Linked DNA regions of Mus musculus: regions 2, 3, 4, 5, 6 and 7 are each linked to region 1. Evidence: chromatin contacts called from public Hi-C, HiChIP or PLAC-seq and promoter capture Hi-C data. All regions are on one chromosome and are shown on one strand. Each heading gives the region's core, a stretch centred on a gene start, on an enhancer-like site or on the middle of the called end of the contact. The rest is flanking DNA. Distances are from core to core; before and after follow the strand shown. Region 1 holds the start of Glrx3 (glutaredoxin 3). Region 2 holds the start of Inpp5a (inositol polyphosphate-5-phosphatase A). Region 3 holds the start of Pwwp2b (PWWP domain containing 2B). Region 4 holds the start of 5830432E09Rik (RIKEN cDNA 5830432E09 gene). Region 5 holds the start of Lrrc27 (leucine rich repeat containing 27). Region 6 has its middle 19 kb from the start of Mki67. Region 7 holds the start of Dpysl4 (dihydropyrimidinase-like 4).

The links. Promoter capture Hi-C pulls out the DNA fragments that hold promoters and counts their contacts. A called contact is a pair of places that touch in the nucleus more often than the background predicts. HiChIP or PLAC-seq counts read pairs in DNA pulled down with a chosen protein or histone mark.
Region 2: a contact with region 1 is called in a promoter capture Hi-C map of pre-B cells, with 5 times the contacts expected there. The contact joins the promoter of Inpp5a here to the promoter of Glrx3 in region 1. A contact is called at or near these places in 4 of 39 promoter capture datasets (cranial neural crest, embryonic stem cells, liver and 1 more) and 1 of 9 other capture datasets (adipose tissue).
Region 3: a contact with region 1 is called in a promoter capture Hi-C map of pre-B cells. The contact joins the promoter of Pwwp2b here to the promoter of Glrx3 in region 1. A contact is called at or near these places in 2 of 39 promoter capture datasets (cranial neural crest and pre-B cells).
Region 4: a promoter capture Hi-C map of pre-B cells shows a contact between it and region 1, with 7 times the contacts expected there. The contact joins the promoter of 5830432E09Rik here to the promoter of Glrx3 in region 1. A contact is called at or near these places in 2 of 39 promoter capture datasets (hippocampal neurons and pre-B cells) and 2 of 115 datasets of contacts at active chromatin or transcription factors (bone marrow-derived dendritic cells and pro-B cells).
Region 5: a promoter capture Hi-C map of pre-B cells shows a contact between it and region 1, with 4 times the contacts expected there. The contact joins the promoter of Lrrc27 here to the promoter of Glrx3 in region 1. A contact is called at or near these places in 1 of 39 promoter capture datasets (pre-B cells), 1 of 484 Hi-C or Micro-C datasets (CD8 T cells) and 4 of 115 datasets of contacts at active chromatin or transcription factors (embryonic stem cells, epiblast stem cells, large pre-B cells and 1 more).
Region 6: a contact with region 1 is called in a Hi-C map of B cells, with 7 read pairs. The contact joins the enhancer-like site here to the promoter of Glrx3 in region 1. A contact is called at or near these places in 6 of 39 promoter capture datasets (the 3T3-L1 cell line, the C10 cell line, hippocampal neurons and 2 more), 1 of 15 datasets of contacts at CTCF or cohesin (large pre-B cells), 1 of 484 Hi-C or Micro-C datasets (B cells), 3 of 115 datasets of contacts at active chromatin or transcription factors (astrocytes, large pre-B cells and stem cell-derived neural progenitor cells) and 3 of 9 other capture datasets (adipose tissue, embryonic stem cells and liver).
Region 7: a contact with region 1 is called in an H3K27ac HiChIP or PLAC-seq map of embryonic stem cells, with 4 times the contacts expected there. The contact joins the promoter of Dpysl4 here to the promoter of Glrx3 in region 1. A contact is called at or near these places in 2 of 39 promoter capture datasets (cranial neural crest and hippocampal neurons) and 3 of 115 datasets of contacts at active chromatin or transcription factors (astrocytes, embryonic stem cells and epiblast stem cells).

Annotation. Positions count from the first base shown.
Region 1 is chr7:137,435,987-137,439,357 of GRCm38.p6, forward strand. Glrx3 (glutaredoxin 3) reads left to right here and starts at 1,587. Exons shown (of 11, transcript NM_023140.5): 1 at 1,587-1,785. The coding sequence starts at 1,688.
Region 2 is chr7:139,387,377-139,390,747 of GRCm38.p6, forward strand. It overlaps Inpp5a (inositol polyphosphate-5-phosphatase A), which reads left to right and starts at 1,733. Exons shown (of 16, transcript NM_001127363.1): 1 at 1,733-2,088. The coding sequence starts at 2,014. It overlaps Gm46004 (a long non-coding RNA gene), which reads right to left and starts at 1,771. Exons shown (of 2, transcript XR_001778314.2): 1 at 1,190-1,771.
Region 3 is chr7:139,246,658-139,250,028 of GRCm38.p6, forward strand. It overlaps Pwwp2b (PWWP domain containing 2B), which reads left to right and starts at 1,825. Exons shown (of 3, transcript NM_001098636.1): 1 at 1,825-1,986. The coding sequence starts at 1,862.
Region 4 is chr7:135,650,558-135,653,928 of GRCm38.p6, forward strand. It overlaps 5830432E09Rik (RIKEN cDNA 5830432E09 gene), which reads right to left and starts at 1,757. Exons shown (of 3, transcript NR_015548.1): 1 at 1,233-1,757; 2 at 287-453. It overlaps Ptpre (protein tyrosine phosphatase, receptor type, E), which reads left to right. Exons shown (of 21, transcript NM_011212.3): 4 at 1,196-1,289; 5 at 1,533-1,606; 6 at 3,336-3,371.
Region 5 is chr7:139,211,150-139,214,520 of GRCm38.p6, forward strand. It overlaps Lrrc27 (leucine rich repeat containing 27), which reads left to right and starts at 1,839. Exons shown (of 11, transcript NM_027164.1): 1 at 1,839-2,118. It also overlaps a transcript of Stk32c not described here.
Region 6 is chr7:135,733,995-135,737,365 of GRCm38.p6, forward strand. No RefSeq gene overlaps it. Among named protein-coding and RNA genes, the nearest start is that of Mki67, 19 kb to the left of the region's middle. Within about 2 kb of position 1,792, at least 186 of the 459 cell types and tissues checked have an H3K27ac peak or open chromatin away from gene starts, as enhancers often do. A contact at or near this core is called in B cells, where this site is marked.
Region 7 is chr7:139,084,247-139,087,617 of GRCm38.p6, forward strand. It overlaps Dpysl4 (dihydropyrimidinase-like 4), which reads left to right and starts at 1,755. Exons shown (of 14, transcript NM_011993.4): 1 at 1,755-1,915. The coding sequence starts at 1,877.

The DNA.
Region 1 (3,371 bases), core at 337-2,836:
TGACCAAGTCAATTCTTTTTTTTTTTAAAGATTTATTTATTTATTTATTATATGTAAGTACACTGTAGCTGTCTTCAGACACACCAGAAGAGGGCATCAGATCTCATTAAGGATGGTTGTGAGCCACCATGTGGTTGCTAGGATTTGAACTCAGGACCTTTGGAAGAGCGGTCAGTGCTCTTAACCGCCGAGCCATCTCTCCAGCCCCGACCAAGTCAATTCTTATAAAGGACAACATTTAATTGGGGCTGGCTTACAGGTTCAGAGGTTCAGTCCATTATCACCAAGGTGGGAGCATAGCAGCATCCAGGCAGATGTGGGGCTGGAGGAGCTGAGAGTTCCACCACTTGTTCCAAAGGCAGCCAGGAGGAGACTGGCTTCCAGGGAGCTAGGATGAGGGCCTTAAAGCACACACCCACAGTGACACACCTACTCCAATAGGGCCACACCTTCTAATAGTGCCACTCCCTGGGCTGAGCATATACAACCCATCGCACCTTGCAAACCTGTAATACAATACTATAATCAGGATGTTAATGTCCGCGTGTGACCCTGATGTCTTTCTGAGGTTTCTATGGCTTTATTGGTATTGGCGTATGTTTATTTTCTTACAGTCCTAAGTTTGGGGTTCTGCCCCCCCCCCCCCCAGCCAAGAAGCAGAACAATTTGTCCTGTTGCATTTGGAGCACTGTGATCCACATTTTTAGTAGGGGTGTTTCTCAAGATGTGTGTGACACAGCTTCCAGGGCTTTTGTAATCATAGGAGCAGGGCTGCCAATAGGATACAGGAGTGGCCACCGCAAGCAACTCTCCTGTGTTCTTTAAAATGGCTCAGTGAGCAGAGGTAAAAGGACATATTTAATTCCCAATCGATCGAAAATATTTCAATCTGTAATCTGTTACTGTTACTCAGGCTGGCCTGGAACTCACTGTAGAGCCCAGGCTGGACTCAAACTTAAGGAACTTCCTGCCTTAGCATGGGAAAGAGTGTGGAGAAGATACCACTGGCGAGTCACTGCCCGTACAGGGAAGCTTCTAGTAAGAGGGTCATGGAGGCTGGGCCTGGGTGGGAAGGTGCAGGAACTCTAAAAAGGAGCCTAACGGTTCTTAGAGGCAATGGGGCGAGCCATTTAGGTCTTGTGTCAAGGCTGCAACGGCTAACAGGTGTCACAGAGTTGTACTGAAGGTTGATTATGGGGTTCTGAGGGCACCTCTAGAAGAGTTCGAGTTTCCTCCAGGACTGAGGTACAAGGACTATCAGGGTTGTGCTCAGACACTATTGTTTTTTTAGTCTTAAGACTTCCTAGTTCATCTTTATGCAGCTTCATGTGAGATTTCAGCTTGCCAATGTTCTATTCTGACTTCACTCTAATTTACAATACACACATACTTACATCCCTTCCTATTACAGGTTTCTGAGCTCCAGAGCTACAACAGCCAGGGGCCAAGGCATCTAGCTAGTTAGCACACCAATACAAAGCAAGGAGGCTCCGCTAGCCCAACCCAGAGCCTCCCAGTTCTCCCAGTCCGAGGGCGTGACCTTCAGTGCCGGAGGGCGTGGCATAGTGTGTCAGGGGTGGGCCCCCGATCTCAGCGGGCGTGGCTTCCCCGTGCGCAGCCTCCTCGCGTGTCCGTCCGGCCCTATCGAGCCTCCGGCGCTCGACTGCTGGTGTCTGGCGGAGACAGCATGGCGGCGGGGGCGGCCGAGGCAGGCGAGGCAGCCGTGGCAGTGGTGGAAGTCGGCTCTGCCCAGCAGTTTGAAGAGCTACTGCGCCTCAAAACCAAGTACGCGGGGGCGGCGAGAGGGCCCGGGGACCAGAGGGCGGCGGGCCGGGGGGTCACGGGACTTGGGGGCGGCTTCCCAACGCGGCACGTCCGGAGCTGAGCTCGTGGTCCAACGGCGGCCCTACTTGGGCCGCGGCGGTAGCCCCTCCTAGGGAAGCGGCCCGCGGCGGCCCGCGTGCACAATGGACCTGCCCTCCGGAGACCCGCATGTGGCGCCTCCTGAAGGAAGCCTTGGCTGGCGACCAGCCTGCAGGCCCAGCTAGGGTCCCGGGCTTTCCTGAACCACCAGCCGGCTAAGGGAGGGTCTGCGGCGGCCGGGTGCGCGCGCCTCGCCTTTGGCCAAGCCTTCCTGAGGCCAGCCCTGGGGATGCGTGGGAAACCAGGACCTCGGCGCTCTAGGATGCTGCCCTGCCTTGATCTGCATGCAGAGTGGTGAGGGAGGGGTTTCAGGGCCCACTGCCGGGGATCCCCAACCTCTCCTTAGCCCCTTATGTGCTTGTAATCCTGGGGCAAGTTTCCTAACCTCCCCTTCGGCTTCCTCCCGGGTGAATGGACCGGTTCTGTTAAAGCTCTGTTTTGTGGTTGGCGTACCGGAAGCTCTCTCCACTAATGTGGGGGCCTTGGTATCCTCACTGAGCAGAGTGGGCAGGTGGCAGATTGACTGGCTGACATCTGCTACTCCATACAGTATGGAGGAGAATTACAATAGCTCATTCAGAGGCTGGCAGTGTAGCTAGTGCTTAATACACAAGAAACCCTGAGTTCAACTTCTAGCACCGAAAACAACAACTCATCTTCATCAACAACAAAACCAGTCCTTTCCAACCCTTTCGCATTTCAGGTTTACTTGATTTTAAATTTTTTTCCCCCCAAAGAAAAGAAAAAGGGAGAATGAGAGTAACATTAAGTAGAAGCTGACTTCTGATGGATCCAGCCAGGTCGTTTACCAGGCGTTTCGGAGGACGTCAGAGATGGCCTCCTGAAGTGATGAGGGCTTGTGTGGACATGTCCTGAAAAGCTTGAACTTAAATCGTCTGAGAAGATTCTTTTATGTGTGTGTGTTTCACATGCTTAGTTTGTCTTTATGTTTCATGTGTTAAACAGGCCTTAGTGGGTAAAAGTTAGCATGCCATTTATTCTGCAAGTTCAAGGTCAGTTTGATCTTCATAGTGAGTTTCAGGCTAGCCAGAGGTATATAAGGAGACCCTATTGTAAAAAATCAGGAAACAAACATTTCTTTCCTCTCAAGGGGGGTGGGGGGCAAGACAAGAACAGCAACAAACCGCAAACCCATCTGCATGTATTCTTGTCACTGGTGTCTGCCTGAGATGACTCGGGAGACAGTGTTCCCGTCTGCAGTGACTGTTCAGAATGGGTCATGGGAAATGCTGTGTGACACCTGGGGAGTGACACCTGGGGAAGGATAGGAAGCCATCAAGAATACTAAATACGGGCTGGCGAGATGGCTCAGTGGGTAAGAGCACCCGACTGCTCTTCCAAAGGTCCGAAGTTCAAATCCCAGCAACCACATGGTGGCTCACAACCACCCATAATGAGACCTGATGCCCTCTTCTGGAGTGTCTGAA
Region 2 (3,371 bases), core at 483-2,982, 2.0 Mb after region 1:
TGTCGCATCTCTGAATTCTTTCTCAGATGGTGCCAAGAGTTGGGAAACACTTGGTAGGGAGCATGTGGTTACTGGGCACTGCGCTGTAAGCACCAGATACTCATTTCAAAGCCTTGCTGTGGGAAGCTCATTAACATTGCTAAATGCTAGTTCCACACTGGATGATGTTCACATCCATTGCGTTAAGTAAATGCCCTGTTAAAATTAATTCCGGCGGTTGTTAACCTCTGAAAAGTCCATCTATAGCGGGCGGGCAAGATGGCTCAGTGAGTAAGAGCCCTTGTCACCAAGCTTCATGACCCGAATTCAAATCCCAGAACCCATGCTATAAGAAGAGAACTGATAATTGCAACCTGTTTTCTGTAGCGTGTGTGTCTGAACCAATGCACACCATACATACAAACTAAATACAAAATTAAAGAATGAACCCACCAGAAGAACTGTCGTTGCAAACAGGGTTCTAGTATGTCTGTAGTACTGTTTCTTTGGATGCCTCCTCGCAGGCTACAGCGCAGCAGCCCCACTGGACAGGGCTTTCTGGAGGCCTAGACTAGCAAGGGTTACCCAGCTCACTATATGTTCCCTACCAGCCCCGTCCCACCTCCAGGAACAACTGACTCTATCTCAGAGAAATTTCTTGATTCCTTCTACATGTAGGACTGATTCTGTTCTTCTAACTAGCATACCTCCCTGCCCCCCACCTCCAGCTCTCTCTGGTGGCTAAAATTCCCGGACTGACCACATCCCCCACCTTGGGAACTGTCCTTGGGTGTGGCATGGGGGCCACAGCTGGCTATCCAAACACCTAATCTGAACTTTTTCTTTTTTAGGTGGGAGGGGCGGGGTATGGTCTCAAGCTAGTTTAGGTTGCTATGAGTTCAGGTTGGCCTCGAACTCATAGCAATCCTGCCACAACTTCCGAGTACTGGGATTACAGGAGTACATCAATACGCTTGCTTCTTAAAAGGATTTATTAGTTTTCTGTTTTTGGATGCCAACAGCTTTCTGTTTTGTAAGCAAAGTCCTATATAAGGAACTGGGTGGACGTGTTAGGAAATTGCAAAATCCCATACACTTGATCTGCAGACCCACTCTTTGCAGACCCAGAGCTGGGACTGGAGGAGGCTCCTCCTTAATTCTCCGTGGCCCTGCTCCCTCCCACGGTCCGCCTACGTCAGACTCCCCGTACCGGCGAGGGCCTGGACCCAGGCTGAAGACCGGTTCCACATCGGGGGGGGGGGATGGGGGGCCAGGACAGAGGTTCCAAGGATCTCCAGGGCTCCCAACAAGAAGGCGGGCTGTAGTCGTCCAAACTCGCGGCTCCTTTAAGAAGCGCTTTGGTAACAGGGTCGTGACGTCATGGGAGTGGAGGGTGGAATATGCGCGTAACCGCGGCAGGGCGGGGCAAAGCCAGGGGAGGACTCAGGGGCCTGACTGACAGGAATGCCCCATATGCCCGCCTCTCCCCTCCTCCATCTGGTGTTGGCTCCGCCCCACCCTAGGCTTAGCTCCTGTGAGCAGGCCCGCCCCTGCACAAACCCCACCCCCAGCCTGACTCAGGCTCGAGAACCCGCCCTTCCAGTGGACCCGGAGCCAGGGAGCCTAAGACCCAAGTCTGTAGATTGTGTGCAGGCCCCGCCCCATAGGGAGGCCCCACCCCCGGCGCGACCGACAGCCCCGCCTTCTAGGGTCCCACCTCCTGTGGGGCGGGACTTGTCCCAGCCGGAGTCGGCGGCGGCGGCTGCGGGAACTTTCCCGGCGGGTCTAATGGCTGCGCGCGGGCCGCTGTGAGGCGCGGCGGCGAGCGGGCGCGGGGCCGCGGAGCAGCGAAGAGCCGCGACCGCGAGGCTGGAGCCCCGGCCAGGCCCGGTCCGACCCGCCAAGCCCGCGATGCGCCCCTGTGCTGTCCCCCGGCGCAGCTGACGCCCCGCGGCCCCGCGAGACCCCAGCCCTACCGGCCCCGCAGGAAGCGGCCGCCGCCACCCAGTCCAGAGCCCGCTCCGCCCGGGCACCATGGCGGGGAAGGCGGCCGCCCCCGGCACCGCGGTCCTGCTGGTCACGGCCAACGTGGGCTCGCTCTTCGACGACGTAAGTGCCGCGCCGTCGGCTAGGGAGGGGCGGTTACGGGCTAGGAGTCTCCCAGCCCGGGACCCTGACATCCCCATTTTCAGTTGGAGACCCTAAATTCCGGCCCCTACAGCGTCTTCTATAGCCGCGGACTCCGGGCCAGTTGTCTTTGGGACGTGTGACTCTGATGCCCCCTACCCACAGCTGGAGACTCCGACCAGGATTTTCCCAAGCCCCAGACAGACCCTGACCCCATAGCAGGGGGGTACCCTAGGCCAGGAAACTTCCAGCTACACACTCGGGACCTTAACACCGCTTTTCTGGTACCCGAGGCCAAACTCGAAGACTCAGTTTTTGAACCCCTGTCTTAACCCATACTACAGGAACCCAGACTCAGTCCAGATCCTTGAATCCTGATGCTGGTTCCTTGCTTTGCTCCCAAGACAGCAAATCCCTATCTTTTTCCTGCCTTGGAACTCCAGAGCCACAAGTACTGACCTGGAATTTTGACCCAGAATCCTGATACTTGGATGTCCTGGCTTCCAAACCCAAGCATACGCTGACCCCAGGTTTTCTGATTCACCCCCTGGCCCCCAGTCTCTGACTCTGATCCCCCAAGTCTGATTTCTGGTTCCAGAAACCCAGCTTTCAAAAATTTTGGTCCTGTTCCTCTCAACCCATACCACACTGACCCTGAACTCTGAGTCTCTACCCTAAAACCTCAGATCCTACACCTACTCTTGGCCCCAGAGTGAGGTCCCTGCCTCTAATTCTACACCCCATCTCCCATCCCCGAACCTTCCTCCCAATAGACCTCAGTCCCAAACCTTGAGCTCCATCATCTGAGTCCTGGTACCTATATCCCATCCCTTGGTCTTGTCTTCTGAGGGGCCTGAGGCGTGAGGCACCTCATTTTGCCATGTAACTTGCAATAGCACTAGTTCTCAAATGAGGTAGCTCTCTTCAAGCCTTGGGGGACTTTATATTCCTGTTTACTAAATGAGAAGGTGCTGAAAAGCTCTTCAAGGCCAAAAATGATGCCAAAGGCCTTTATCTTGTAGAACGGCTTCTCCAGTCCCACCCTGGAACCCTGGGCTTTCTTCTCCTCTGGGAGGCAGAAGGGAGCTGAGGCCTGGGGCACTGGGAGCTCCCTGGAGCAGGCTGGGGCTGACCTAGTTCAGCATTGCAGCCATGGTGCCACCCCGCTGTTGGTACTTAAACTGCCAACCCAAATAAAGCAGGATGCGGCTCCAAGTGGCATGCTTGTTGAAGAAGAAAGGGTAATGCCACAGATGAAACCTTGG
Region 3 (3,371 bases), core at 575-3,074, 1.8 Mb after region 1:
TCCAGACCTCCTAGCCACTGTCCCTTACCACAGCCAAACTACCCTTCTTGCTGACATCTGGGAGTTAATAGAAGCAAGCTCCTTATCCACACAATAAGCTAGCAGTTTTCACGGTGTCCCTCTGTCCATGCCCCACATCGGAAGAGGTCTTCTATATTGCCTCTACAACCAGGAGTCCCTGAACAAGGGCACCTGCTTGCTCAAGTGCCTTTTTCGGACTACCCCACAGTTGCTCAGACTATAGATGTCCCCAGCTTGGAAGCTACTGAACTGGCTGGGGGGAGGGGGATGTCCTGCTGTAGGCTGTACTGAGCAGGCATCCCCAGTACTCAGGCACAGATGCTTAGTATCTGGGTTGAGCGAGTGGGCAGCCTCCCACCAGCCCTCCACCTGGAACTGAGCTGGGAATGGTTCCTGTAGCCAGCGTTTTTTTTTTTTTTTTTCCTCCAAAATCTGCAGCACCCAGCTCTGGAGAGAAGGAGTGAGGAAAACAGACGTTTGTGGGAGGGGGACTGCCCCTCAGCTGGACTCCGCCCAGACTTTCTCATCTGCTCTAGTGTAGCCTTAAGGCAAGGTAAAGTGGCGCCAGGGCGGCCTCGGCTGTCCTTGGCGGCGTCAGTGGTAGCAGCCCTGAAGCAAGTCCCAGCAGGGCAAGAACTCCACTCCCCAGCTGAAAAGGACATGGGCCTGGTAGATCCGTGGTCAGTACCTCTCTGCCCTTTTGGTGCCTCCAATGCAGGGTCATGGCGATGCAAGTCAGCCTTAGGGGCCCGATTCACAGACGCCATTGGTCATTGCAACGTGACAGACCCTTGGAGGCAGTCAGTTATGGATTCCGAATCCGGATTCAGAGTGCAAGTGCTTGCGGAAACCGGAGGAGGTCTAGGGTGGCGGTCAGCCGTCCGCCGGGCGCCGCCACCTCCCACTCATGGCCAGGCTGCCCTCGCGGGCCCGGTTGCACACGCCCGGGGAGCCTGGCTCTTGCTCATGGGAGGTGGCTCTTCATACTGTACACTAAGCGAGGAGTGCTGCAGCGAGTAGTCCCAGGAGACGCAAGAGCTCTGGATAGAATAATCCTGCCAACACTAGTGCTGGCCAGCCCCGCGCCCTGCGAGGTTCTCAAACAGACCGGAGCACTATAGTCTCCTAGGAGGCGCCGAGCACACCTGGGTAGCCCAGTGCCAGGTAGCCCTGTAGTGAGGGTGACACTAGGCCTCTTGTAAGGGCCCCATTGGTGTCCCTCGGCACCCGGAGTCTCCTCTGCCAGGCCTGATTCGCTTCAAATACACGTGTCCACAGACTTTTTCAAGTACCAAGTGGACACAGGAGTCGTGCGTAGAAGACGCTGCCGGGGTCCTCTAGCACAAACTGGTAGACAGGGGACCCCCAGACTACATGGGGGAAGGGCCCCAGGCTGCGCCGGGCTCAGGGAGTGGCCCCGGGACAGGATCAGGAAGGAGGTGGGGCCCGGGGTGGAACCCAGAGAAGCAGAGTGGGGGAAGGGCCTGGACCCGGGGAGTGTCCCCGCTACCCCTCGGTTCCTGGCAAGGCCTCCTAGGGGGCATTCCAAGCCTGCGTGGCGTCAAGATTAACGAACCCTTCTCCCCGCCCGGTGGGGCCCCCGCAATGCGTTGCAAGCCCAGCTTTGAGAGCCGGCTGTGGGCGCACGCTGCGGGCGGACCGCCCCACGCCCTCCGGCTCCTGGGAGCGCAGCCCGCGGCCGCGCGCCCCAGCCTAGCTCCGCGGTGGCGGCCGGCACACAGAGCTTTGTGACGTCAGGCGGCGTCACGCGGGGCTGACCCGGCGGCGGCGGCGGCGGCGGCGGTGGCGGGCGGGGGCGGCCTCCGGAGGCGGCGGGAGCATGGAGCCGCGGGCCGGCTGCCGGTTGCCGGTGCGGGTGGAACAGGTCGTCAACGGCGCGCTGGTGGTCACCGTGAGCTGTGGCGAGCGCAGCTTCGCCGGAATCCTGCTGGATTGCACGAAAAAGTGAGCGGGGCAGGGTCGCGGGCCCGGGACTCCTCGGAATCTCCCGGGACACTCCTCCACCGATTCAAGGTTCCAATGCAGGCTCCGAGAGGAGCAGCAAAGCCCGGCGTCCGCTTTCAGTTTCTGCTGGGCCGGGGTTTCGAGGCGCGCCAGCTGGCCGCCGGTCTGGGTGCGAAAGTGGCTCTCTCCCAAAGTCGCGGTGACTTTCGGGGCAGGAGAGCGTGCGGCCCCGCAGAGGGGCTGCGGTGCCGGCCGGGACGCACGGGAAGCCTTGCCTGAAACTCCGCACATCTGCCATAATTAACGCACTTTTCTTTGTTCAGACGCACTGTTGAATTCGACTGTTTGTAGAATCGTGATTCGTTTAAGGGGGTCAGTTAAGCTATGGCCTCACCTGTCACAAGAGGGGGGAAGCCCAAGGCTTATAGGAGTGGCTGGTGGAGACCAGCTGCGAGACTGCGGGGTGTAGAAACACTGCTGTGGGCGAGGCGCCTTGCGGGGGAGTGGAAGATACAAGTTCCAGGGCCAGTGCCTCTACTGGAGGGGCGCATTGGGCTTGGCTCCTGAGACCACCTGTATACCCTTTGCAGGGGCTTCTGCAGCGCAGAACAGCCACCTGAACCCAGAATCACATGGCACTGCGCTGTCACTGCCTGATAAATGATTAGGCATTAATCAGGCTGTGACTCTTCTGCTCCAGCCAGGCTTCATTCTGGAATTAGGAACAGAAAAGGGCTCTGCTTTCAAAGACCCAACTTTTTCCCTTCCTAAAGCCCGGATTTCCCTGGGTTCCCACCACAGAGCAGAGCCCTTCCTCCTTCGACAGTTACCCTGCTGACATTATGTCTTCATTAGATGTGCCAGAAGCCATTTATGCACAAGTCATGTGACTTAACATATGGCCTCCCGTGTGACTGGTGCCCCTCTCTTGTTGGTTAGTACAGGGAGTGCCTATAATGGGGTGACATTCAGGGGCTGCAGAATAGCCACCTGAAAGCTTCCAAGGCAAGCCATCCCCCACCCTGCTGATGGCTGCCCTCTCCTCCCTAGGCAGGTCTGGCTGCACCCCTGCTCAACCTGTGCAGCCTGCTCTGGCCTCTCCCTAGAGAGTCTGCAGCAGAGGACCCGCATTTCCCCAGTTCTCAGGCTCCAGTGCTCAAGATAAGATTGGCTGAGAGTAGTCCTATCTTGTGGCTGTGTCTACAGAGATAGGGGGGATCTCTACCCTGAGGTCAATGGCTAACCTGGCTTGCAGATGCATACACCCTTCATGAATAGAAGCTAGCTGCTGGCTGGCATCCTGAACATGGGAAGCAGCAGCTATAGGATGCATGTGTGTCCGTGCCTCACAGTCTACCAGAACCAGAACCCCTTGGAGACATGAG
Region 4 (3,371 bases), core at 507-3,006, 1.8 Mb before region 1:
ATATTCCTAGCCATTAAGTCTAATATATACCTGACCTTGACATGCTGGGAATCAGCTTCTCTTGGCCAGGGCCACAGATGGCAGACTGTGGGTCATAGCCTGTAGATTACATACATGCACAGGACTGGGGAAACTATGACATTTCAAACTCCTTCCTGGAGTGCTGAGTTTCTATGGACCAGGGTGGCACATGGGAGGAAGGACATGAACCCTGGCACACACACTCAGCTTGGGGACAATGTTTGGCACTTCTGGAACTCAAGAGGATGGAAATCGAGCTACTCACCTCCAGGGCCTCCCATGGGAGACCGGCTCACTCCTGATAGCATGTGCTCACCAGCTGCAGATCATAGCTCCTCTGGACCAGTTCACAGGAGCCACACTCATTCACTGGAGAAGCAGGCTTTTGATGGGGCCTTTTGGCTGGGAGCTTTGTGGTGATAGGAGGGCACCCTAATAGGTTGAGAGAGAATGGGTCAATTGATGACCACAAGGACACCAAAGGCACGGTGCAAGGGTAGGGATATGTGTCTCTCTGAGGAAGGTGGACCTGGGAGGTGTGAAGAATGGATGCACAAGTTGGTTCCAGGAAGCCAGCAGTCTCTATGACAAAGAATTCAAGGCTCTGAAAAGCCAGGCCATTGTGTGCCTGTTCCTCAATAACTGTATCAAACCTCGGGACCGGGCTGTTTCCTTATACCTGGTGCTCCTGATTCATCTGGGTTGGGACACAACAACTGTACCCTGAGGGGAAGCCACCTTCCTCCACCTCCTCATTGAAGAGAGAGGCTGGGCCAAAGATGCTTAGAGAAATAGCTGGGCTGGGCAGTGGTGGCGCACACCTTTAATCCCAGCACTTGGGAGGCAGAGGCTGGCGAATTTCTGAGTTCAAGGCTACCCTGGTTTACAGAGTGAGTTCCAGGACAGCCAGGGCTATACAGAGAAGAGAAACCCTACCTCTGAAAACCAAAGGGAAAGGAAAAGAGAGAGTGTGTGAGAGAGAGAGCAGGGTACATTGGGGTACGAGGAGGTCACCCTTCGTCAGAGTCCTTGAACAAGTCCCACCATTGCACTCCTCTGTCCCCTGGAAAGAACTGAAGGGAGATAATTTCTAAACTGTAGCATGGGGGAAGTCCTTACCCCTACCCAAGGTCCTGATGGGGTCTCTGCCCTCTACCACCCCACCCACCCACAGGCCCTCCGGACCCTGGTGCATCCCAGCCGCTGCTCACCTGGCTGCTGCTGCCCCTGCTCCTCCTCCTGTTCCTGCTTGCAGCCTACTTCTTCAGGTAGGAGTGTCCCCAGGCGCTGACGTGCTCTCACCAGCTCCTATGAGGAAATGAGTGTGCTGGAGGCTGGGGGTGTGGGCCCAAACAGCTCAGACAGCGGCTGGCCAGGCCTGAGCTGCCACACAGCTCAGCCATGAGCAGCAGAAAGAACTTTTCCCGGCTCACCTGGTGGGTATCACCACACTCAGGGCTTGGGGGTTCCCGCGGTGCTGAGACCTAACACATCTTGTGTGTGCCTTTAAGGTTCCGGAAGCAGAGGAAGGCCGTGGTCAGCAGCAACGACAAGAAAATGCCTAACGGGATCTTAGAAGAGCAAGGTATTGTACACTGGGCTTGGTACAGCGGGCAGGCATGGGGCTGTCACTCAAGCTTGCCACTCTCTCCAGCTCCTCCTGGGCTCACGCTGTCACTTGCTAGTAACCCAGAATCTCTGTTTCGGAACTTAGTGTGAGAGGTCGTTTTTTCCCTGCAAGAGAGCGGATGTCTGAGACATTTCAGTTTGTGAGGTTTTTTTTTTTTTTTTTTTTTTTTTTAAAGAGACCACTCATATCCTGTCGGTTTAGCAGGGCTTTGCCAAGTCACATTTCTCACTGAAGCCTTTGAAATCACCCCGTGATAGGGCTCTAACTCATGGTGAGGAGTGTTCAGATGTGACGGTACTACCTCAGGATCAAGCTGGAAAGGGCACTGCTCTGCCAGAGCTCATCGCTCTTGAGAAGGAGTGCCAGTGAGGGGACATGCCTAACTTAGATTCCAGCTGTGTCCTAACTTGTAAACGCTGCTTATGAAAGCTTGTTTTTCTCTCCTCTCTGTGTGGTTTCAAAGGTGCAGGCTCTAGCTGAGTCGGGGTGGCATGGGCTTCTAATCTCAGTATTCGAAGGCACTTGTTGAGGCAGAAGCAACACAGGTTCAAGGCCAGACTGAGCGACGTAACAAGATCCATCTTCAAATGGCCAAGGGACCTGGGGATACAGCTCAGTGGCGTAGCACCTGCCCAATATATGCCGAGCCCCTGGTTTTTAGTGACGATTTAAAACACAAAACGCTGGCTCACAGCAGTGGTTCCAGCTTTCTGTTCTAACTTCCTGCAGAGCTTTGCCTGCCTTGAGGTAACGTGCATGCCGTCAGAACTCAAGCGACACTTTAGAACTCCCCCAAGGTAGTAAAGGAACTAACACAACCCCACAGATGGGAAGGCTATGGGCAAGAGAGGGCTCAGCTGAGCGGTAGCATTGCAGGGCTTGGGGGACCTGCACATCCGCATAGACAGGTCTGGTGCATCTGCAGTCTGCAACCTGCCCTTCTCGCCTCCCCGCACATCCCAAAAGCCAGTGCAGAGGGAAGAGTGTGGCTGGGAGGGGCAAGAAGGCAAAGGCTTCTACCAGCTCATCTGGCTGCAGCCGAAGGGTGTCTCAGTGAGCTCTGCAGGTGGGACAGGGCCTTTTGCAAAGGTGACAGCTGACTTATTCTACTGATCTTATGGAACCAGCTCCCTCTCTGTGAAGAGAGAAATGCCAGTCCCCAGCAGCCCTTTGTAGTGTCCTCTCCTCCCGTGCTTCAGAGATGGTTTGTTTCTCTGCATTGTAATGCATGTGATTTAAGGAAGCGGGTCTATGCATTGCCAAAAAGGGGAGGCTGCAAGACAGAGATCCTGGCAGTCCCCCCATCTGCTCTGAGTGTATACCCAGAGCCCTGTGATTACTCTTCTCTGGATCTAGTATCATGAAGCTGCCATGCCGTGCGTGGAAGGAACATAGGCTAGAGGGAAGGCTGAGTGGTGGGTGAGCTTGCAAGCAAGGTCAAGAATACGATGTCTATGATGGACAGGAATGCTGCCATCACTTGCTGAAAATAGGGTGTGTTGGGAAGGAGATGTTTGATTCAGTTGCTCAGAGCTGGGTTAGCCCCAGGGTGAGCGAGCGATTTGAGAGGACTGGTCCCCTCCCATTGTGCAGATCCATCAGGAATGCTGTCCGACCATCTAAGGAATGAGTCAGCCATGGGCAATGGAACTAAGTGGCTTCTCTGTTGCTCCTGGCCCTACAGAGCAGCAGAGAGTGATGCTGCTGAGCAGATCTCCAT
Region 5 (3,371 bases), core at 589-3,088, 1.8 Mb after region 1:
CAAGCAATATCTTTAAAATTCTGATAGAAAATTGTTGTCAACAAGGAACTCCGTACCAGTTAAATAGTCATTCAAGAATTAGATGAAAACAAAGAGGCTACATTCATAAGCTTAAGGAGAATAGCCCAGAAACACTTGCCAAGAGAACTACTCAACAGAGGCGGTTTAGCTGGGTAATAAAGTGAGCACAAAAAAAGGCAAGATGAGTTCCTACATATAATTAACTACCAGATACAAAAACCAATTTTATGGGCTTCTAAAGGAAATCAAAACTCAAGACAACCGTAGGATGAAGCAGTGGGCTGAGATGCTGCTAGGCTGGAGTACCCAGTGGCTCCCCGAGGTGCCTATGGACACCAGTTCCCAGCACATGACCATTACACCAAGCATCTCATTTTGCCAATCAAATGTGTATAAATTAATGTCTAATTTTGGATATAATTCTATTTTCCTAGTAGCAGGAAAGGTGGAGCATGTGTACTTGTGTGCGTGTGCATGTGTGTGTGTACATATCTGCACACATATGTGGGTGGGTATATGTACATATGTAGAGGTTGAATGTCAACTATGGGTGTTGTTCCTAAGGAGCTGTTAACTTGTTTGTTTTGTTTTTTGACACAGGGTCTCACTGGCTTAGAGCTCCACAGTGGTTGAGGCTGGTTGGCCGGTGAGCCCTCAGAATCCGCTTGCCTGTCTCCAAGAACAGGAATTATAGGCATACACTGCTGCACCTGAACTTTTTAAATGGATTCTGGTGATCCCATGAGTACGTGGCAAGCATTCCACTGAGAGCCACCAGAAAGGGGCCTCTCTGATGGCCTGTGTGGCCAGGCAGGAATGCCCTGCCTGCTCTGTATCCTAACGCTCCTCACAGCACCTCTTGACCCCAAGCTTTAGCAACCTGTAACCAATGGAACACTCGGGGGGATTCCAGCTGCCAGCCGCCATCTCTGCAGTGTTGAAGGGACATCAGGAGACATTTGATCAGAGGGCTACTGGGCTCCCACAACTCTTGAGTTTCCTAGGTTTTCTTGTTTTCTTGTTTGGGGATATTTTCTTACAACTTACTCCCATCTCACTTTCAGTCCTAAAGAATATATTAGTAAATGAATTGAAAATTCTATTCTATTATTTAAATTTATTATTGCATTCATATAGGGGATACCACAGGACAACTCTGTGGAATTGGTTCTCCCCTACCTAGGTTCTAAGCATTAACTCATCTTGCTGGCCTGAGTAAACAAAATTTGCTGTTGTTTTGGATCTAGACTTCCACTTTGGTCCCATCTTATACTTTCAGTTCCATCCTGCTTTGCTACTTCAAAAATGTTTAGCAAGATTATATCACTGAGCACGTTAGCTAAGGGCATAATTCAATGTCCAGGCCAGTTCATTTCCGATAGTTTCCCTTAGAATTGATGACGTGTCATGTTGCTCTGTGTGTGACACATTACTCACTAAAAACGGTGGAAATTGCTAAGATCTCAACTTCTGGCCCCCAGAAAGGAGTGACCCATATCACTTCATTGGTCAGGATCCTCTAGAATCCGCAGCGGGCCTTCTATCCCCACCAGATCTGATACTAAGGCAGTTTACCACGTTCCCGTAATTTCTCTTTTCGGGAGGGATCCTTTTTCTCTAAAGGTTTAGGGTCTATGGACTTGGTTGACCTGCCTCCCAGAATACCCTGCTCTGCAGGTTTCTAAATGGAAAAGGACAGCCTCCAAGTTTCCACACTAGGAGAGTCTGTGCAGATCCAGGCCCCAGGACAAAAGGGCCAGCAAACCCGGCACCAGCCTGGGAAGCCGAGAGCGCAGCACTGCGGCAGCTGCTTCTGCGCAGGCGCGGAGGGCAGCGGTCAGTTCCAGAGGCCTGAGGCCCGAGGGTCCATGGCCCTGGAAGACGGTCTGGTCAGCAGAAGCATCACTCGACCTCCTTCGGGTCCCCAAGCCCTCCCCGAATCCACCAGCCCATCCTCTCGAAGTTTCTTTCTGGCCTTGTCGCCCACCTCCAGCATAAGAGGCGGTAAGCGCACGCGCACCGAAGCTATCCCAAGCCAGACCTGCGACTTGATGCCTTCCGGCCTCCGTACCGCAGCAGCGTCTCCATGGCGACCTGGTAAACCGCGCAGCTCGCTGGTTTGTTAGGTGGTGCCTGAGCCTCTCGGAGGCGGGGCAGCCGACGTGTCAGGGCGGAGTCGCAGGTGGGCGGGGAAGAGCAACGGGGCTGGAGGGTGGGATAGCTGTTACGTCAGTCACCGCTAGCCGGCTGCACTGGATGGGACCCGGCCACCAGGTTGTGGGGCGGGGTCACAGTCTGGCGGGCGGGAGTAGACGCTGGGTTGGGTTGAGGAGACCGCCACAGACTCACAGAGCAGTGAGTCTGGTCTGCTGGGGGTCCTGTGAACGTCAGCCTTTGATGGCGCGGTGGTGGGAGAGAACTATGACTAGATCCCCTACCCTTTTACAGTGGCCGCACCTGGGAAGATGGGATTGAGGTCCAAAAGTCGAGTTCCCCTACCAGCCCAGTCTGGAAACAGCATCACTAGTCCCCTGCCTCCCTCTTGTCCACACATTTTCCTTACAATGTAATTTGATGGAGGCAGAATCTTTCCTCCTAATTCCAAGGTGTAGAAAAAAAATACAATAAGCCGTAGACTATGCAAAGGCTTGGAGACCTTAGGGAGACCCATTACCCAGCTTGGGGGGGGGGGTGGCATATCTCCTGCCAACGCAGACCTAGGTTCCCCATGAATTGTACACCTTTAAGACCAGCTCCTTAACTGAAAAGTCACCCGCTCCTTAAAGGAGAGTGAAACTAGGAAAGTGTGCCAGCATTTGGCAGATCTTTCAGCCATCCTCTTTGCTTGGATGGTTTTGCAAGTAATACCCTGGCTAAGCAACAGGATTATTGAACTAAGATGCAAGATTGTCATTGCCCAGGTTTTTCCCTAGTGCCCACCTAGATACCTCTTTGGTCTGGTCTGGGCCAGTGTGGGAGGCAGGGGTTGGCTTCCTGACTTCAGAGTCTTGGATACAAGAAGCAGAGGAATTTCCAGGGTGGAAATAGGAAACTGTCTTATCTCTTCCCATCTTACAGGTGTTTTGCAAACTTGAAAAGTCCCCCGGTGTTTTCATCCTGGATGCTTGTTTCCACTGGTATCTTCCAGTTAGACTGTAGTCAGGTGGCTGTTTGCTTGTCATCTAAGCACTTTGGAGGTGCATACAGGAAGATCAGGAGTTAGAAGTTCACCACAGTGAGTTGGAGGCCAGCCCAGACTACTTGAGCCCCCCTTCTCGAATCATAATTGTCATTCTCTTCTTCAAACTTTGTGGTACAGCGTGAGGAGCAAAGAATATAACCAGTACCTC
Region 6 (3,371 bases), core at 542-3,041, 1.7 Mb before region 1:
AAATATTGGCTGGACCTCAGCAGCAAAGGCAGGACGGAGAAGCCCATTTGGTTCCACTTATATGCATCTCCAGAATAAAAGTGTGTGTGGGAGGGCAGCTGGCACCGGGTCACTGCTTCCTTCTGGCCCATTTGATGGCAGGTTGGTTAAGGGAGAAGGGATGGATATCAGTTTATATTTTTGCTTGATATGTTTACCATACAAAAGGTCTCTGTTTATCAAAACTATTAGAATTAACACAAATCATATCTGTTTTTTCCACTGTATGAAAAACTTAACCCTAATTCAAACAATATTTGAATCGACCCAACGCAATTCATGGTCCTTATTTGGGTACGATTGGGGAAAGCTACAACTGCTAATAGCGTCTCTATGTTCATGAAACAGTTTGAGAAATATGAGTACCGAGGAAATAGATGATGATATCCAGGAAATATTGTCCGTGTGAGGCGGTATAGTTAGCTCAGCAATGGTATTAGTATTTAAGAGCAATCTTTGTCTCCTAGGGAAGCCCACTGCAGTCTCTCTGTTTGCTTATTTTGAGACAGTCTTGCCGTGTAGCCCACACTGGCCTCAAACTCCAGGCCTCTCGAGTTGTCCTCCAGAGAGCTGGGATTCTGGGCTTGCTCCATCATGCCTAGCTATTATGTAGTATTTGTGAAAGTAGAGAGATGTTATCTGGAGCTTTCCTCAACAAAACAAGAGTGGACATGAATGATGTTGGTTACTGAATCTTGGGAGGTACAGCCATTGGGATGGAGTTCATTTCATGACTGTCTCCTGTGTACCTTGGGTTTTCTGAGGAAGGAAAAAAAAAGCTTTAAAAAGGAGTGCTTCATCTCTTAACATTAGAAACCCGGTGTAATGATGTGCACCTGCAATCCAGGATGAGCCCCTAAATTGAAGGTCTGCCTGGGCTATGTAGTCACACCCCACTTACAAGAAAAATTGTCCCCAATAAAACCCCAAACCTCCAATCAAACAAACACTAAACAATAGCAGCTAAACTTCTCTGGGAAGGGGTTCCCCGTGGCTGGCAGTAGGTAGGCAGGGAGAGGCCCCACCGCACCCCTGAGGGCATGAAGTCTCAACTCCTTCCAGATCTGGTAATTCCTGTTTCCTGGCCTCCTCAATGGTGTGTTTATAAAAGGAGGCAGGTGAGGTGTAATAGTGCAGCGGGAGGGAGCACCCTAGCTGGCCTGCCCAAGGTGTCCTTCCCGAGGGATCAGCCGTGTAATAGACCTAATATGAAGAAGGTTTATTGTTAAGAATGGGAAGGGGACCTGGAGAGTGGATAGAGGCAGAGAAAGGAAGGTAACAGTGAAGAACAGAAAGAGAGGAGAGAGGAAGAGGGAAAGAGGTCACTGGGGACATGTGGGGGATGGGGAGGTGGAAAGAGAGAGGGTGAGGGAAGAGAAGGGGGAGGCACGGAGCAGTCTTGCTATTTGCTTGCCTGCTAGCACTACCTGAAGGGTGGAGTTGCAAGCTGTTGTAGTTTAGAGGAATTGCTAACACGTAGAGCTTAAATTTCAATACAGGACAAGGCCTGATGTCAGGTTCCCCAGCCAGATCAACTCAGCGTTACATAACGTGTTTAAAAAAAAAGGATTTGTATTAAACTCAAAAGTGGTGGATAGCTAGCCTTTCAAACAAAAAAAACCCAGCGTTCTGGAATCTTCTGGCAGAGCAAAGGATCAGTTTTCCCTTTACTTAGGCTCCACCCTCTGCACAGACGGTAGATCACTGCGGTGGCCTCTGAGGCCTGGGAGCTCGATGGCTGGGACCACAGCGTCACCTGGCGGCCACTTAGGGCCACTACACTATAGGTGCAACCCGGAATCTTGGGCACAGGAGCTCCGAGGTCTGCGCAGGTGCAGAGCCCAGCCTCGCCCTGCCTGCGCTGGGACCCGTGCTAAAGACTAGTCGGCCGACTAGGGGCTGCTTAAGCGACATCCAGAGGCCAGCAGCTTCAGGTCTCCACCTAGCGTTAGTGCCTAGACACTGCACTGTTCAGTGATGCACTGGGAGACCTGTGCCAAAGAGGGAAGTGCGAGTCTTAGAGTCCTGTCTGCTCTTTCGCCCTGCTTGGGACCTTGCAACAAAACCAAACTCAGCCTCAGGGCTGCTGGAACAGGATTATTAGAACATAACCACCGTAGGCTGAAAAACTGTGAATGAAGTGGAGCCATATTCTGTCTCACACATTATGAAACAAATACTTTCAAAACTTTGCAGCTCAATATCGCAATGACTGGCGTTGATCAACTTACACCACCACCACCCCTTAACAATAATAGCATGAGAAAATACCAGCCTGCAAAATAAGATCAATTTGGAAGCATGGCCTATCTGCGTAATTAGCCACTCAGTGTTTGAGATGCTCGGCGTCTACTGTGGGAGGCAGCGTGCTAAAGAGGAGTAAGAACTTGGAGTGTCCAAAAGGCAGGCTGCCTGCATAGGGGATCACTCCGGATTTACAGAGCCAGCGGCCTGGGAGGCGAGCTTTAGCGGGTTCTGAGTGTTGCTGCCATCTAGAGGAGAATCGCTGCAGGACACGTTCTTTTAACTTCGAAACTGCTTGAGTTTTTAGGAACTAACAGCAAGAGCAATGAGTTAGAAGGGCTACAGTCAGTCGACAAGGAGGACCTGCTCCAGGCTGGGCACCCTGCTGAGAGTTTCAGGCTCCTCCCAACCTTCCCAACCACTTTGTACCCTGTCACTCTGAATACTCCAGAGGTCCAAAGGTGCAATCACGGGGAGAGATCACTCTTGGGGGCTACCCTAAGAACAGGGCCTTCTTAATTGGAGCCCAAATGTCTAGGTGTATTGCTTGCCTGTTTATGCTTTTATTTTACAGAAGAAAGCGTACAAATCCAGAGAACCTAAAACTATTTCCGTAACCACACTCCTGTTTTGGCAGTAGAATATAAATCTACTATGTGTCTGCAGATGGAGACCTCCAATATTGAAGCTAGGCTGTGTCGAAGAGGCTTTTTTTCTTCTCCCCTTATGGTGTTTAGTTTGTTGTTGAAGGCCTCTCCCCTCCACCCTCTCCAGCTGCCTGCCTTCTTGCTTCCTACAGATGTCTTGACTCCTAACTACGACACTCCACCACACAGTAGTAGAGGCAGTAACCCTGGGGTAGACTCCATAAGATGAGTCAAAAAAGCTGAGCAGAGTCTAGCCCCTAATAGACCAGAGATGGTGATCTGGGATCCAGATGCCACCTGAGGACTGAGTGTGAACATCCAGCAGGACAGATAATGTTTCCTGCAGCTGCCCAGCCTCACTTACATGGTGCCCTGCAGGAGCTGGGGCCCTAGCTCATCACTTTTCTCAGCAGTCTCAGGCACCATTCCCACTGCACAGAA
Region 7 (3,371 bases), core at 505-3,004, 1.6 Mb after region 1:
CAACCCTTTGGCACCTTAATAAGAACAGTTGGCTATATCCATTGTAGAAGCTCCCATTCTGATGAGGAGCTGAAATTTTACAGGTGCCTTGGGGGAGGGGGTGTCCAGGGCAGGTGGGAAGAAAGGTGGTATAGTCTAGACTCACTGCCAGGCCCATGACCCCTGTAGAGTGTCACAGCAACTCATTGTCCAGGAATGTGTTCTAAAGGACTGGCTGGGTGGACAATGTGAAGGTGGGGGTCTTTTGTTTAAAATCCATCCATCACTGTAGACTCCACAATGACAACAATTAATGTCCTGTGGGGTTAAGGGGTGTGTCTGAGAACACCTCTGGCTTGTTCCAAATCCTTAACCTCGGCTTTAGAATAGGCTGTCCTTGCTGGTCCTTAGACCCTCTTCTTACATCATGGTCCAGCATGGATGCATCATGGTCCAGCATGGATGCATCATGGTCCAGCATGGATGCATCATGGTCCAGCATGGATGCATCATGGTCCAGCATGGATGCTGCCACAGCACTTGGAGTAGACACCAGCTTCACAGCTCTTGCCCTGCCTTCTGGGAGTGGGGTGGAAGTTGTGTCCTGAGGGCAAGTCGCCAGGGTTCTTCAGGACAGTTGGTGCCTCTGGCCTGGCCCAACGCTTTCAGCACCCTCTGTTTATGGACAGCATCAGTACAGAAAGGCTTATGTGGGCTCCGAGGGGGCCCAAGAGGTTGCAGCACTGCCCCATTCCACATGCAGGCCTCATGCTAGGGGTTGGGGTCACCTGGCTGCAAATATCCTACTCCCACTGTGATAGCCGGCCCTACCCTGCATGTCTGTGAAGCCTCTGGCTGGGCTTAAGCTTGGTGTTTTCTTCTGCTGTGCGGAGGATGTCTTGGAAAATAAGAGCTATCGATGGATGCACCACCCGACAGCCTGAAGAAGTCCTCAGGTTGGTGAGCTACACCAGGAACCACAGGGCCCCCAAAGAGCCAGGCAGAGATGATCCAGCCAACGCAACCTGTCCCTGGGGCCTGCCCAATGTGGCCCCAGTCTGCAGGCCTCAGCAGGTAAAGGAAGTAGGACTCAGGTTTGGGGCAGGAAGCTTGGCTAGCTATCGGTCCTGGTCCCACCTGGATTTCTCTACAGAGTCTCCTCTTCGGTCTTCCCTGGCAGTGTCCAGTCCAGCCCTTTCATCTTTGTCTTGGTTGTTTCTCTCTGCCACTTCAATGACTACCCACCTCCTACCTTAGACTGGTGTGACCTGCCAAGGAACAGTTTGGCCTAGGCATCACCACTCCCTAGTCCCGCGGTCACACCAGGCTAGGGGATTGCGCTCCAACCCGGAACCATTCCTTGAATATGTATGGATTCTGCTAGAGATGCTAGGCTAGATTTTGGCTCCTCCACCTAGATGTGAGAATTAGTTTTGAACCCTGGAGCCTAGGATGCCTCGGGCCACCACAGAACAAGGCTAGGTGCGGCCAGGCTGGCCAGGTAACTCTTCTCCTGTCATTCCCTGATTGCAAACTTCATAAGTGATGGTCCTGACAGGTCGTAAGTCATCCTTCTCTACTCCGCACAGGTGGACCGGGGTGCAGTGGTCCCAGCCTGTGGCCTCCAGGATGCTCTTGGGGAAGGGAGGGAGAGAGGGAAGGAAAAGAAAAGGAAAAGGGAAAGATTTCCAAGCAAACCAGCACAAACGGGAGCAAGGGGGAGGGGCCCGGATGCAAATGACGGTCGGTGGGCGGGGCCTGGATGCAAATAAGCTAATCGGAGCCCAGAGCCGGGCTAGCTCACACTCGGACTTCCTAAGCTCCGCGCGTGTCCTCGTCGGTACGTCCACGCCCGCGCAGCCCCTACCGAGGACACTCAGCCCGCCCGTGTATCAGGATGTCCTTCCAAGGCAAGAAGAGCATTCCCCGGATAACGGTGAGTCGGGCCCCCGCCCTCGCTGCGTCTGCGCCCCTTGCCCACGGCGGGAGTGGCTTGGCTTGCACGCTCAACGGACGACCCTCCCGGCCCTGTCCGTGAGTCCCACACCTGCTCCAGTCCCCAGCCCAGCGCCACCTTTTCTGCCCTCTCCTTCGCGCGCCGCCAGCAGCGGAGAGAGCTCTCCAGGCCGCGCGGAACCCTTTGCGCAGTCGGCGCACAGGCCCGCGGCCCCGCCAGCTCTCCGGAATCCGGTGATCCGCTTGGAGAGGCCGGGTACGCGAGCGGCCTGCTAGCCGGAGCATAGGTGGCCGGCCTCCTGCTGGGTCTAGCGTGTGGCGGATGGGGTTCAAGTGGACATTGCCTGGAGCTCTGTCTCCAGGACGCCCGGCGGACACAGCCTTTGTTGGCCCCGGGGCCTCAAGGCACTCGGACGTCCGAAGCTGCTCCCAGAGCAGCCCGTGGCCGTCTACCCCCTGGGCGCGCCGCTTTCGTGTCTCTAGCGCTTTGTCCGAGACAAAGCGATTTAGCCCTGGCTAGTAGATCTGATGTCCCTGGAGGCCCCGAGCCCCTGCACGAAGCCGGGTTCGGAGACTCCACGGAGAGGTGAGTACTAACTGACCACTGAAACCAACATCCCTACAGAGCCCCCTTTCAGAACAGACCTCCTCAATACAGACACGCAGAAAGTGAGAGGTCAGTGTGTCCACCCTGCCGGCCAGGAAACAAAGCCTTCCCAATGGGGCTGCTGGAAGCCTCGGGGGAAGGGAAAGGGAGCTGGGATCAGCTGGACCAGGTCGCGGGCTCCGGGAGGTCTTTAAAAAGCTCTAGACTTGTTCTCATCATAAGAGCTCTGGAGTCTAATCAGGCTGTTGGAGAGGTCAGCTCCCTAGCCTTCTACGGGGAGTCCTCTTCTCCTATTAGAGGAACCAAAAGTAGTTCCTGCCTTTTGGCTGCCTACTGTTCCTAGGGGTCCAGGCCTGAGGGAAAAGTCCCACCAGCTAGCTGGCAGTGAGTAGAGATGGAGGTAGCAGTCTCCTGCCTAGTCAAGCAGTGTTCATGAAAAGAGAGAGGGCTCACTGGAATTCCCATTCATCTAGATAGTGTATATCACAGTATTGCTTGCTCCCCCAAATCCGGGGAACCCCAGAGTGCAAATTCTGGTGCCTGAAAATAGGAGTCTAAATAAGGACCCCCAGAACTCAAGATTTCTGGCTCAGAGATTCCTCCTAAGGGCTGAGTTATCCTAGATTTTTCTGATAATGGCTAGGCAGAGAGGGGAAGAGGAGGGGTGTGGTCCTGAGTACCAGCCCCACGAAGTGGGTGGCTGTGGTAGGCCTTTGTAGATACCAATGCTCAGTGAGACTGGTTAGTGAGCACTCAGACATTTGGAGAGAGTTTGTAAAAGAGCTGCAGCCATGCTAAGTAGAGTCAGCAAGCTACTTCCACGACGGGC